Linked DNA regions of Sus scrofa: regions 1 and 3 are each linked to region 2. A link is a contact called in public Hi-C data. All regions are on one chromosome and are shown on one strand. Each heading gives the region's core, a stretch centred on a gene start, on an enhancer-like site or on the middle of the called end of the contact. The rest is flanking DNA. Distances are from core to core; before and after follow the strand shown. Region 1 holds the start of CD86 (CD86 molecule). Region 2 holds the start of RABL3 (rab-like protein 3). Region 3 holds the start of TIMMDC1 (complex I assembly factor TIMMDC1, mitochondrial).

Region 1 (3,809 bases), core at 735-3,234, 1.1 Mb before region 2:
GGATAGCTGAGGTGTCAGCTGCAGGAAAGCTGGAGGGATGTACCTGGTGGGGAACTTGTGAACTTGGCTGAGGCATTAAGTCACATTATCCACCAAAGTTGTTTGGGTCCCCAAGGAACAAATCCTATGTACTATGGATAGTTCCCTGGCCAGACTTAGAGAAATAGCATAAGGTCAAGGTGAAGTGAATCTATACTGTTGGCTGTGAATCTAAGCTGTGCTTCTTCTTAGCAGTATTGTCTTATGCAAATTACTTAACCTCTCTGGGCTTTCATTTGCACATCTGTAAAAATGGGGAGTCATAACAAGACCAAAGCAGAGAGTTATGATAATGTTTAAGGGAGTTAATATTTATGAAATGCTTAGAACAGTAAGTGCTATTTTATGTATGTGTCAAATAAATAAAATAGTACATGGACTGGGAAGGGGTTCCTGCTGGGTAAAAAAGTTCTCCAAAGTTTTATATTCTCCCCTTTCTCTGGTGCTCTTGCTTACATATACCTTCTACCTCCCCAAGAGCTAAGGTAGCAAGAGCCCTTCCAGGAGCCCTGGAAAGTGGAAGCACCTATTAAGTCAGTGAAGTGATGAAGTGGCCCGTTAGCACATCTATAGCACAGATTCAACAAGCTCCATGGTGCTAAGCAGAAAACACATCACAAAAGGCCTGTCCCAGCCAGCATCGATCTGAGGGAGTGTCCTGACTCCTGTCACCCACAGCAGGGATGAGAACAGTGGCCAAGGGTTTGGTGTGTGGCCATCAGGGGGAGGTGAAGTCATGGCCCGGCTAGTTAGTCAGGGGCTGTCAGTGCACTGCTGTAGGCTCGGCTCCCCTCCCCATTTGCTGCACACCTGGACCAGACCAGGTACCTTACCTCTCAGTGCTGAGGGTAGGGAAAGCCAAGCAGCAGGAGGGGTGAGCCGGGAAAAACTAAAGGCTCCCAGTCAGAGGATGAGTGGCAGGAACCTTGACTAACCCCAGTTTACAGGTGAAGAAACTGAAACTTAGACAAAAGCAGCAAACAGGGAAGATCTGAGTTTTGTGAGGCCTGACACTTCTAAAATATCTTTCGGTGGGAAAGTCTCTTTTAAGAAAAAAGAATCCAGAACGCAAAATAAAATGCCCATGGCCACAACTTGGTCACTTAACGGGGAGAATGCGATGGAGAGAAATGTCGCAGTGGAGAGAGACAGTGGCCTTAACTACTTGCGGTTAAAACAACTTCCGTATGAAAATATTACCAAGGCTTGAGACACGTGGCCACACTGTTAGGGTCCCACCTGGGGTCCTAGAAGGGCTTGGAAACAGCTAAGCAAATGAGGAGCCCCTTGGCTTCATGTAAATCAGCCAATGTGATTAGCTGAGGGTCACAGAGCAGGTGGTAGCAGGGCTGGGTTTCTTGATCCTCCCAGGAAGCAGTGCCATCTATCATCTATAGGCACAGGCTGGTGGAGAGGGCAACAGGGAGGAGGGGGAAGGTAGGGAACAAGGAAACCACTGGTCCCTACTGGAAGGAAACTTTTAGAAGCCCGTCAGCTATTTCCTAAAAGCCCGAGAATGTCAGAAATGGGCGCAGAGGAGCAGAAGAAACCTCAGGCATATCAGAGTAGGGGCCTTCCCCCAGCTCCCCAGGCACCCCAGACAGGCCCGTCTACCCTCCTTGGTGCATCCAGAAGCACGGGTGTGAGCTGTCAGAGGAGGAGGACGCACAGAAGGGGTAGGACTCCCTCTCAGGTCGGGCCTGCCATCAGCCGAGATACTCGTTCTCAGTCGCCATGCTTCCTTCCCCAGAAAGGTCTTTCTTGGGTGTGGTGTTGTGAATGGTAGCAAGGGAGGAAAACGAGTAAAACCCACCAAGTCTCAAGCCCCCAGCTTGCAAGTCAGGCTGGTCGGGAGACAGTGGGAGGATTCTAGGATTTTACAAAGCCAAAGAGTGCTTACCAGAGAGCAGGAGGACCATCCCAACGAGAATGTTTCTCAGTCCCATAGTGCTGGAGGTAAAAAAAGAAAACCTTGATTAGGAAATGAAACCGAAACCAAAATAGGACAAATGGAGTCTCAAATTCACTGAGGTCCACGGGTGTGGCAGAGATCGTACTCTGTACTCACCAAACCCATTTTCTTTTCCTTCTGGCCCCACAGACACGCCCTACTTCCTAGAACTACCCCCACCCTGCTGGAAGTTTGGTGGGCCATGTGACTGAGTTTTGGCCAGTCAGATTGTGAGCAGAGATGATGGGTGTTATTTCCAGATCCCAGGCTAAGGCCTCCTCCCTCTTGCCTCCTCTCCCTGCTTTCTTGGGTGCAACAGACCCAGAGGAGGGGTCCAGGGGCTTAGAAGATGGCAAAGCTAGTTTGCTGAAGAAATTAATAAAGCAGCTCTTGACACCGCCCCACAAAAAAAAAAAAAAAACTTTTATTGTGTTAAGCTTATAAACTTTGATGGGTTATTTACTGCAGTTTGTAGCATTATTTATCTTAACTAGTCAATGAGCAAGGGGTGGGGGCCACACTGAAAATATTTGTGTTTTCAAGACTGGTACTCTAACCCCTGAACTACAGAGCCAACCTGTAGTATTTATGCATAGAAATAAACTTTTTTTTTGACATTCCTGAAATTTTCAAACTAATGTGCTCAAAAATCATCTTGGGAAGGCATGTGAAAGCAATTTCCTGGGCCTTGTCCACAGAATTCCGATTTCGTAGCGTCAGTAAAACTCATGTCTGACAAACTCACAGGGGATAATGATGGCACTGGCCCAAGACCCCACTTGGAGAACCACTGCACCAGATGGTTCACTTAATCCATGTGATGGAGCCAAGGAAAATGATGGGCATTGCTTTGTAACCTCCATCCTCTCTTTCTTCTCTTGCCCTCCATCTTTCTTCATTCATCCACTTACTCTGACTTAGACCAAAAAGGCCATAGAGTGCCTTACGGAGAAGCACAGAATAGGAAAGATGATCAACATTACAAACCAAATGAAGGGACACAAAACAGAGCCTAGTGCAAGGCCGGTGCTAAATATTTGCCACAGAAATCTACCCACCTTGCTCAATGTGGATCACAAGTTTGGCTTGTAGCTTTTTAACAGAGTGAAAAGGAAAAGCTGATGGGTGAGTTAATTTATAGATCTGGCATGAGATTAAAAACAAACCAGTCCTGGGAGTTCCCGTGGTGGTGCAGTGGAAACAAATCCGACTAGGAACCATGAAGTCGTGGGTTCAATCCCTGGCCTCACTCAGTGGGTTAAGGATCTGGCATTGCTGTGAACTGTGGTATAGGTTGCAGATGTGGCTCCGATCCTGAGTTGCTGTGGCTGTGGTCTAGGCCAGCAGCTACAGCTCCGATTGGACCCCTAGCCTGGGTACCTCCATATGCTGTGGGTTCAGCCCTTAAACAAGCAAACAAACAAACAAACAACAACAACAACAAAACAGTCCTCAGGGGAAGAGGCACAGCTATTCCTGACCTGACCCAATAGCAGAAATTTTTTCCTTGGGGTGATTTGTCTAAAAGTCATCTCTGATAACTGAGGGCTATGCTAGACCCTCTTCCTCTCTATTCCCATAGCACAAAGCACAGGCCTTTGGGCTAAAAGTGTTTCTTTATGTTTCTTACCTTCTAGATTCTAACATCTTTTTTTTTTTACCTAAATTTTTTGAATAAGTCATACCTGCATATGGTACTAAATTAATTAATTCATTAAGTAATTATCTTTTCGGCTGCACTCATGGCACAGGGAAGTTCCCCAGGCTAGGGATCAACTCTAAGCCTCAACTGTGACCTCCACTACAGCTGTGGCAATGC
Region 2 (3,989 bases), core at 605-3,104:
TCCCACAGGTAGCTGAACAAATGAATCTGGAGCTCAGCAAAGAAATGTATGTGCCATCTTGTTCAAAATCGCTATATTCTAAAAATCCTCTTTTCTGACCACTGTGTTCTCTCCTTCACTGCCTCTACTTCCCCACTGATGCTAAATCTCTTCAATCTCTGGATTTTATAATACTTAGGTCAGAGGTCTCAAATTGGCAGCTTCTGCCACATGATTTGACTAATTTTGATTTCAAAATGTTTTGAAAATTTTCTGAATTAGTGGTCAACATTTAAAAATCATGAGATTTGGAGCTACTGTTGTGCTTCAGTGAGTTAAGAACCTGAGTAATGTCCATGAGGATATCCATGCAGGTTTGATCCCTGGACTCGCTCAGGGGGTTAAGGACCCACAAGCTGCAATACAGGGGGCAGACGAGGCATGAATCTGGCATTGCTGTGGTTAGGCCAGCAGCTGCAGCTCTGATTCCACCCCCAGCCTGGGAACGTCCACTAGCCGCAGGTGTGGCCCCAAAAAAGGAAAAAAACAAAAAACAAAAGTCGGATCCTGCATCCTCATGGATACCAGTAGAGTTCATTTTCTGCTGAGCCACCATAGGAAACCCCCCATTTTTTTTTTAATGAAATAAAAATCATGAGATATCACATAAATTTTAATTTTCAGCTACTTCTCAAAAGTGGAAATATCTGAGGGAAAAAGTGAGATCATATTCCCACATGGAAACACTCAGCTGAAGAGCAATTGATACTTTAAAAAAGGGAAGGAGCTTGGCTGGCCTCTGGAGACTTTTGAGTGTGTGACCTTTGGGGGCCATGTCTGGTTTCTTCTTTTTAGTCTTATCAGTCCATCAGTCACCTATCAGTCTCACCTACAACCCTACCCTACCTAACCCAGACCCCTGAAAGCAAGTTGCTTTTGTTTTTAAACCATATGTATTCTAATCACACAAACACCAGGCAGAGTTGTAAGAACAAAGTTGAAAGTGAATGCACTCTCTGTACTGGGTCTAGGCTCCTCAGCCTCATCTGCAGCCACAATGGCATTCTCTCAATTCCAGGAGCCACACATGCTCTCTGCTTCCAAGCCTTTACACACGCCCCCACAACAAAGGCCGAAGTCCCTTCTCCTAATCATTTTTCACATCTCAAATGACATTTCCTCAGAGACACCTTCTCAGATTCTCCCTAGCAGTTTAGAATCATCCCCCTTTCACATGCTCCCATAGCTCTTTCCCCTTCTTGGTGGCAGTGAATAGTTATACTTTCTCAATGTCTACATCGGAGACAAGGGTCTTAATCTTGTTCACCACTGATTTTCCAGTATGGATAACAGCTGGTCAAGTATTTCCATAAAACTTTCAATAGGTCTCCTCAGCACGTGTTCTTCAAACATGCCCACCCTGTTAGCCCTCACCTCCCCCCATTCACTTTCCCCACTGCAGCTTCCAGAGTAAAGAAAGGTAGGGTATTGAAAACCCTCTTCTTAAACTTCAAATGGTTTTAAGCAGGAGGTGACAGCACCAAATTAGCGATTTTAAAGGATTCTGCTGACTGCAAACTGCAAAATGAAGGGAAAGAAGAAGTGGACGTGGGGAGTTCTGTTAGATTTCGATATATTACTATTCCAAATCTGGAATAACGTGGATTCTATACATCCACCTGGTTTTTCTCAGTTAGCCACACTTCACGATAGTCTCCACGGCTTCATACATAAAGTGGCATTATCACCGCGAAACCTCTGGACCAGCCCCGTTCCCAAATGTTCGTTTCCGCCCCACTGTGACAACCACGACGCCCTAAATTCCCTCGGACTCTGCCAGCTGAGTCCAGAGGCCACACTTGACGCAGCCAAGCCAGTCCTACCCGAGGTCGCACATGGGCCGCTCCGGGGTCAATGGTTCTTTGGAGGACCAAGCAGAGAACCGACTCAAAAGAGTAAGGGGGAGGAGGACAGCTAAGGAAAAAGCAACGAAGACACCCTGAAAGGCGACGTCGAACCAGGGAACCGAGGACAAGGAACAGGGAACAAGGTTTACCAAAGCGAATCCTCGTACACTCCCACTACAGCTTCCCTCTGCGCCTCAACTACCGGCTTAAACGAGCCACGCCACTTATGCGACAAAGAAAACGCCATATTCCTGCGACCAGTTTTAGAAACCACCCGCTACTTTTAACCAGGCAGGCCAATCAGCACGGTGAGGCCTTCAATCAAATCAGTCACATTCCGATTGGCCAATGGCATTGAAGACTCGGCCCTCCATACCCAGCTCTGATTGGTCTTCAATCCCGGAATAGGCGTTAACCTCAGGAAGGAGCTGGCAAGATGGCGTCCCTGGATCGGGTGAAAGTACTGGTGTTGGGAGACTCAGGTGAGCCGCTTAACCCACCTTTGGGGCTCCCGACACTTTTGAGTTATATGAAAATCCTCCCCTTTCACTCCCTCTCCACCCATCTGCGGATGAACTGACTCTGGCGGGGGGCTGACATCCCTCTCAAGGCCCAAAGACTACACTTCCCAGAGGACTTTGCTCTGTTTAAGCGAGCCGCGGCTTCGCAAGTGTTGGGGGCGCGGAGCCCGGGCCTTTCTCTGTTTTTTTTAGGTTTTTACATCTGTCTACCAGATGACCGCAGCTTAGTGATCCTTTGTTTTAAAACATATGCGGATACTGAGTGTGGTATTAGACGCCGTGCTGAGACAAAGTTAGGACCTTTCCTTTAAGAGATTTTGTTAATTAAGGAAATCAAACGTGCGCTTAGGAAACTGTACCAGGTGCTTTGCATATATTGACTCAATCCTGAGATCAGGCCCGTTATCCCATTTTACAGATGAGAAAAGAGAGGCGGAGGGCTGTAAATGACAGAACTGGTTTGAACCGAGAGCCTGTGTGCTTAAAACACTAACCTATATTATTTAGTGAAATAGCAGGTAGTAGTAATCTTTTACGCTCAACTGGGCTTCTTGTTTTCTTTATTCTCTTTAATCTTTTCTTCTTTTTTTTTTTTTTTTTTTTGCTTTTTAGGGCCACACCCAGAGTATATGGAGGTTCCCCGGGCTAGGGGTCCAATCGATCGGAGCTACAGCTGCCGGCTCACACCACAGCCACGCCAAATCCCAGCCAGGTCTGCGATCTACACCACAGCTCATGGCTCCAAACATCTGACACAATGTCTATCAGAGCAAATATCCAAAAGTCAACTCCAGAAAAGCATATCTATGAAATGCAAAGTTACCATTTATTCCAAGTTTTTAAAGAGCTTAGGAATGGAGATAATGAGAAACAGAATGAGAGTGAAGTGGAAAGGGGGAAATGAAAACTTCAGTTCCAGTTGTCAAGTGTCCAAGGTGTCAAAATAATTTTAACACTAGGAGTAAACTGGGCTTAGCATTAAGATGAGTATGACCCTCATCTTAATTTTTCTATTTCTTACAACCCAGCACATAAGAGGTTTTCAATTAAGATTAAAGAGAACAGGAGTTCCCCTCATGGAGCAGTGGAAAGAATCTGACTAGGAATCGAGGTTGCAGGTTCCATCCCTGGCCTCGCTTGGTGTGTTAAGGACCCCAAAGAGCCTGAAAAACAGCCCGACCAAACAATAAAGTTGTTGGGGAGAGGAGATGGTTGAGAACATTTTTACATTGCCTGAAGATTAGTTGAATTACAAAATATTTTACTGAGCATTTAATACTCCCTTCAGAAAGTTGCACTTTGAAATTCTATGAACATAATCTAATTTATGTCAGCTTTAGTTCTTTTGCTTGAAGTGGTGTTGAAGTTAATAAAAGCACTCAGTTTTACAGATAAAGAAAGCAGTGCTAGTCTAAATGGACTTTGAAAGAGTATCACCAAGTAAGATTTAGAACTGGAATCCAGAGTTAACAGTTTTTGATCATATGTAAAGTGAGTGCTCTCTCGCATTTATGATTCCTTTTCTTTTGCATCTAACAATCTCTTCACATTACATTTTGTTCAAACTAGTTGATTTATTCTC
Region 3 (3,550 bases), core at 353-2,852, 1.1 Mb after region 2:
GGCACAGTGATGAAAAGGACCAATGGGATTGTGGTTCTGGTTCGTGTCATCCACTGCTAAGAGACTTGTGGCCAGATCACAATCACTCTGAACATTGGTTTCCTTATGCATGACTTAGTGGGGAGAATGAAAGTTAAACTAAATTATCTTTCACATTTCTTTCAGCTCCAACATTCTGTGGTTTTATAAAGCTGATCAAAATAACCCTTTTCTGTTATATACTATATAGGCTCCTTCACAAATATCTCAAATAAATTTTGGAAGGACCAATAAGAAGGGCGGCTTATCTTTAAAACAAAGATGATGAAACCTAAATAAAGTAATTAATACAATTCCACCAGCTCCCCTGCCTGAACTATCTCAGCAACATAATAAAGCTTCGACGTTAATTTAACCAATGTTGATAACACAGTATAGTATATAGTAAAGTACTTCATAAAAGGGCAAACTTTTTACCAGTAATTGATGAACGAAACAATGATGAAATTAATTATCGTGAGTTTTCCATTAAAGTTAATTCAATTTAAAGGGTTATTTCTTTTATTCTGAAACATCCTTATTTGTGAATCCAGCTAATTTCTTTATAAAATGATGAGACAATAGTTGCTACTATTTTTTATATATTCCTTATTTAGCAGAATAAAAATTTTACAACTCTTTCTGCTATCTCTGAACTTCCATTTTTGCGCCGGGGAGGAGGGCTATTGGTCATAAACTATCAAAATTTGGGATCAAGTTATATAAGAAAAGGAATATTGCAGTCCTGCAGATGTGGGTTCTCGCGTCACCAAGTACCTTGGCCCAATTCTTCTAATCTGTAAAATCGAGGTAATTACACTAAGACTCTACTCCCTAAATATCCCTAAAAGCTCTGACATTCAATGAGGCTCACCTTTACCACCTGAAAACCGGCCTGTCAATCATAAGAACCACCTAGCCGCTATGTTAGGATACAAGCTTGGAGTACAAGCACTAGAACCCAAAATTCCGTTTAAAAATAAATCACACCACCCTGGGGTCCTTCATCCCGGATGACCCAGGTTTCAGGTCACCTCCTTCGTAGCCCCTCCCCACAGACCGTAGGCACTTTTACTCTTTGACAAACAGCTCCCGGAGTCGGTCCCATCCGGATTCCGGGTATCGGGCTTCCGGGACGCAGGAAGGCAGCTTAAGGTCCTCCGCAAGACCCTTGGAATCGGTGGCCACAGCTCCAGCAGCAAAGACCCGAGGGAAAGGATTCAGCGCCCTGCAGAGCAAGCTCCGTGGAGCCGGCGGCCGCACCTCCATGGTCTCCTCAGAACCTGCCGGACAGCTTGGGCGCTCAGGGCCCCAAGGTCTCCGGGAGGCGCCGTGGGAGAAGAGCGAAGATAACTGCAAGAATAAGTGACGAATACTGGTACACTACGCTCTAGCAAATTCGCGGCCGTAGCGGTAGCCACACACCGTGACAGACCTGCACTCCCAGACTAACCTCACTTTGGAAGCCCTTGGACACACGAGACAGGAAGTCCCGCCCCAACCAGGGCAAAGGCTACTGGGCTGGGCGAGGGCGGAGCCGGAGCCGGAAGCACTTCCGGTTTGAGGTGGGACGGATCTTAGAGGTGGCAAGCTGACTCGCCGGAAGTGAGCTGGCGGCGTGTAACAGCTCTCTGCACCGTCTGGCCCCCGCCTCCTGCGCCAGTGAAACTGTGTGGGGCAGTTTCCAGGCAACCAGACCGGGTCATTAGCTGAAGTAGGTTAGCGTATTTTATTTTTTATGTAATTTTTATTTTTCCATTATAGTTGATTTACAGTGTTCTGACAATTTCTAGTGTAAAGCATAATTACCCAGTCATACATAGGCTTTTTCTCACATTATCCTCTATGATGTTCCATCACAAGTGACTCGATACAGTTCCCTGTGCTATATAGCAGGATCTCATTGCTTATCTACTCCAAATGCAATAGTTTGAAGTTAGCTTATTTTAAAAAGCAGGAATGTAGATGAAGAAAGTGCAGTGTTCAACACAAATGGGGTACAGAAAGGGGAAGGCAGTTTGCAGAACTACAAGCCCAACCCACCCTGTCATAGCTCGGGAAACCTCTGAGGTTGGGCGAGGTCTATTCTCGATTTCAGAAAGTTAGGAGGCTTTTAAGAGGGGTCTTGTTGCCAGTTACACCCAGATTTCCAGAACATTTTTATGTAGAAGAATCGGTTCAGGGCTTCACAAGATGGGTTTTATTCACCTTGGTTCATATAACTACTCTTTCTTAAAAGGCAGGACACTTTCTCTCAGATGTTTGCTTGGTAGTCCAGCAATAATTTCCTGTCACTACAGCCTCTGCTATCATATGCTTCAAAGTATAATTTTATTAAAATGCACGCTTATGAAGGAATTCCCACTGTGGCACAACAGGATCCGCGGTGTCTTGGCAGCACTTGGGAGCCTGGTTCTATCCCTGCCTGGTTCCTTAGCTATGGTTTAGGTACTCGGATCTGATCCCCAGCCCTGGAACCCCATATGCCACCTCGGCCAAAAACAACAACAAAAACAAGACAGCTCGCATGTTAAGTATTTTTAAACTGATTTGTGTTTCTTTTTTTTTTTTTTTTTTTGCCTTTTTTTAGGGCTGCATCTGCAGCATATGTTAGTTCCCAGACTAGGGGTCAAATCCAAGCTACAGCTGCTGGCTTAAGCCACAGCCACTGCAACGAAGGATCCGAGCCAGGTCTTCGACCTACACTACAAGGCAGGGCAATGCAGGATCACCAACACTGAGCCAGGCCAGGGGTAGAACCACATCCTCATGGATCCTAATTGGGTCCGTTAACCCCTGAGACATGAAGGGAACTCCTGATTTGTGTAATTTCATCTGATCTTTGCTAGGAATCATACACATTGTCTTCGCCAATTCCTACCCATCATTTATTCCTTTCTAGGAATAATTCAAAATAATTACAATCTTTAGTAGGATACAGTAAAGAGAATTCCAGAATTTGATAGCTGGAAGTCTCTAGATATGGTCCAGAGAAGTGACTGATAGAGTGACTAGCTGAGTTAGTCTAATCACAGTGCCAGGAAGAGCTCTCTAGTGTCTGGGAGAGAGGATTAGATTCAGTTCCCATCAGAGCACTTACTACATTGCATCATGATTTCCTCTTTGCTATGTGTCTCAATAGACTAACTTTGAGGTCAAGAGACTATGTTTATTCATCTGTGTCTCCAGTACCTACCATGACTGGCACATAGGTTGTCGAATGAAAAATTCAGATCCCCTGACTCCTGGCTCTGACTCCAGGTTGCCGTTTATCCCATATAGGCAGAGGTAGGCACCAGACTAAAATCTTTAGGTCTGAAAGCCCAAGGAAATGGCTGTGCAGGCTCTCTAGTCTTCATGTGGAAAATCTAAATGCTTGAGATGACATCAGAATCATTCTGGGATGAGAAGGACTTTGAATTGGAGGATGGGAGTGTTGGGCAGATATGAAATCATTCATATACAAGTCAAATGTCCCAAATTCTCTACCTTGTAGATACAAATGAGGATATAATAACAGACAAATTTTATT

The links. Hi-C and Micro-C count contacts between places; a contact is called where the count stands out from the background.
Region 1: a Hi-C map of embryonic fibroblasts shows a contact between it and region 2, with 1.6 times the contacts expected there. The contact joins the promoter of CD86 here to the promoter of RABL3 in region 2. A contact is called at or near these places in 1 of 47 Hi-C or Micro-C datasets (embryonic fibroblasts) and 1 of 2 datasets of contacts at active chromatin or transcription factors (alveolar macrophages).
Region 3: a Hi-C map of skeletal muscle shows a contact between it and region 2, with 9 times the contacts expected there. The contact joins the promoter of TIMMDC1 here to the promoter of RABL3 in region 2. A contact is called at or near these places in 1 of 47 Hi-C or Micro-C datasets (skeletal muscle) and 1 of 2 datasets of contacts at active chromatin or transcription factors (skeletal muscle).

What each region holds. Positions count from the first base shown.
Region 1 is chr13:138,462,757-138,466,565 of Sscrofa11.1, forward strand. CD86 (CD86 molecule) reads right to left here and starts at 1,985. Exons shown (of 6, transcript NM_214222.1): 1 at 1,940-1,985. The coding sequence starts at 1,985.
Region 2 is chr13:139,607,310-139,611,298 of Sscrofa11.1, forward strand. RABL3 (rab-like protein 3) reads left to right here and starts at 1,855. Exons shown (of 8, transcript XM_021070305.1): 1 at 1,855-2,368. The coding sequence starts at 2,323. GTF2E1 (general transcription factor IIE subunit 1) reads right to left here and starts at 2,174. Exons shown (of 5, transcript XM_021070303.1): 1 at 2,036-2,174.
Region 3 is chr13:140,757,096-140,760,645 of Sscrofa11.1, forward strand. It overlaps TIMMDC1 (complex I assembly factor TIMMDC1, mitochondrial), which reads right to left and starts at 1,603. Exons shown (of 8, transcript XM_021070323.1): 1 at 1,472-1,603; 2 at 1,094-1,371. The coding sequence starts at 1,287.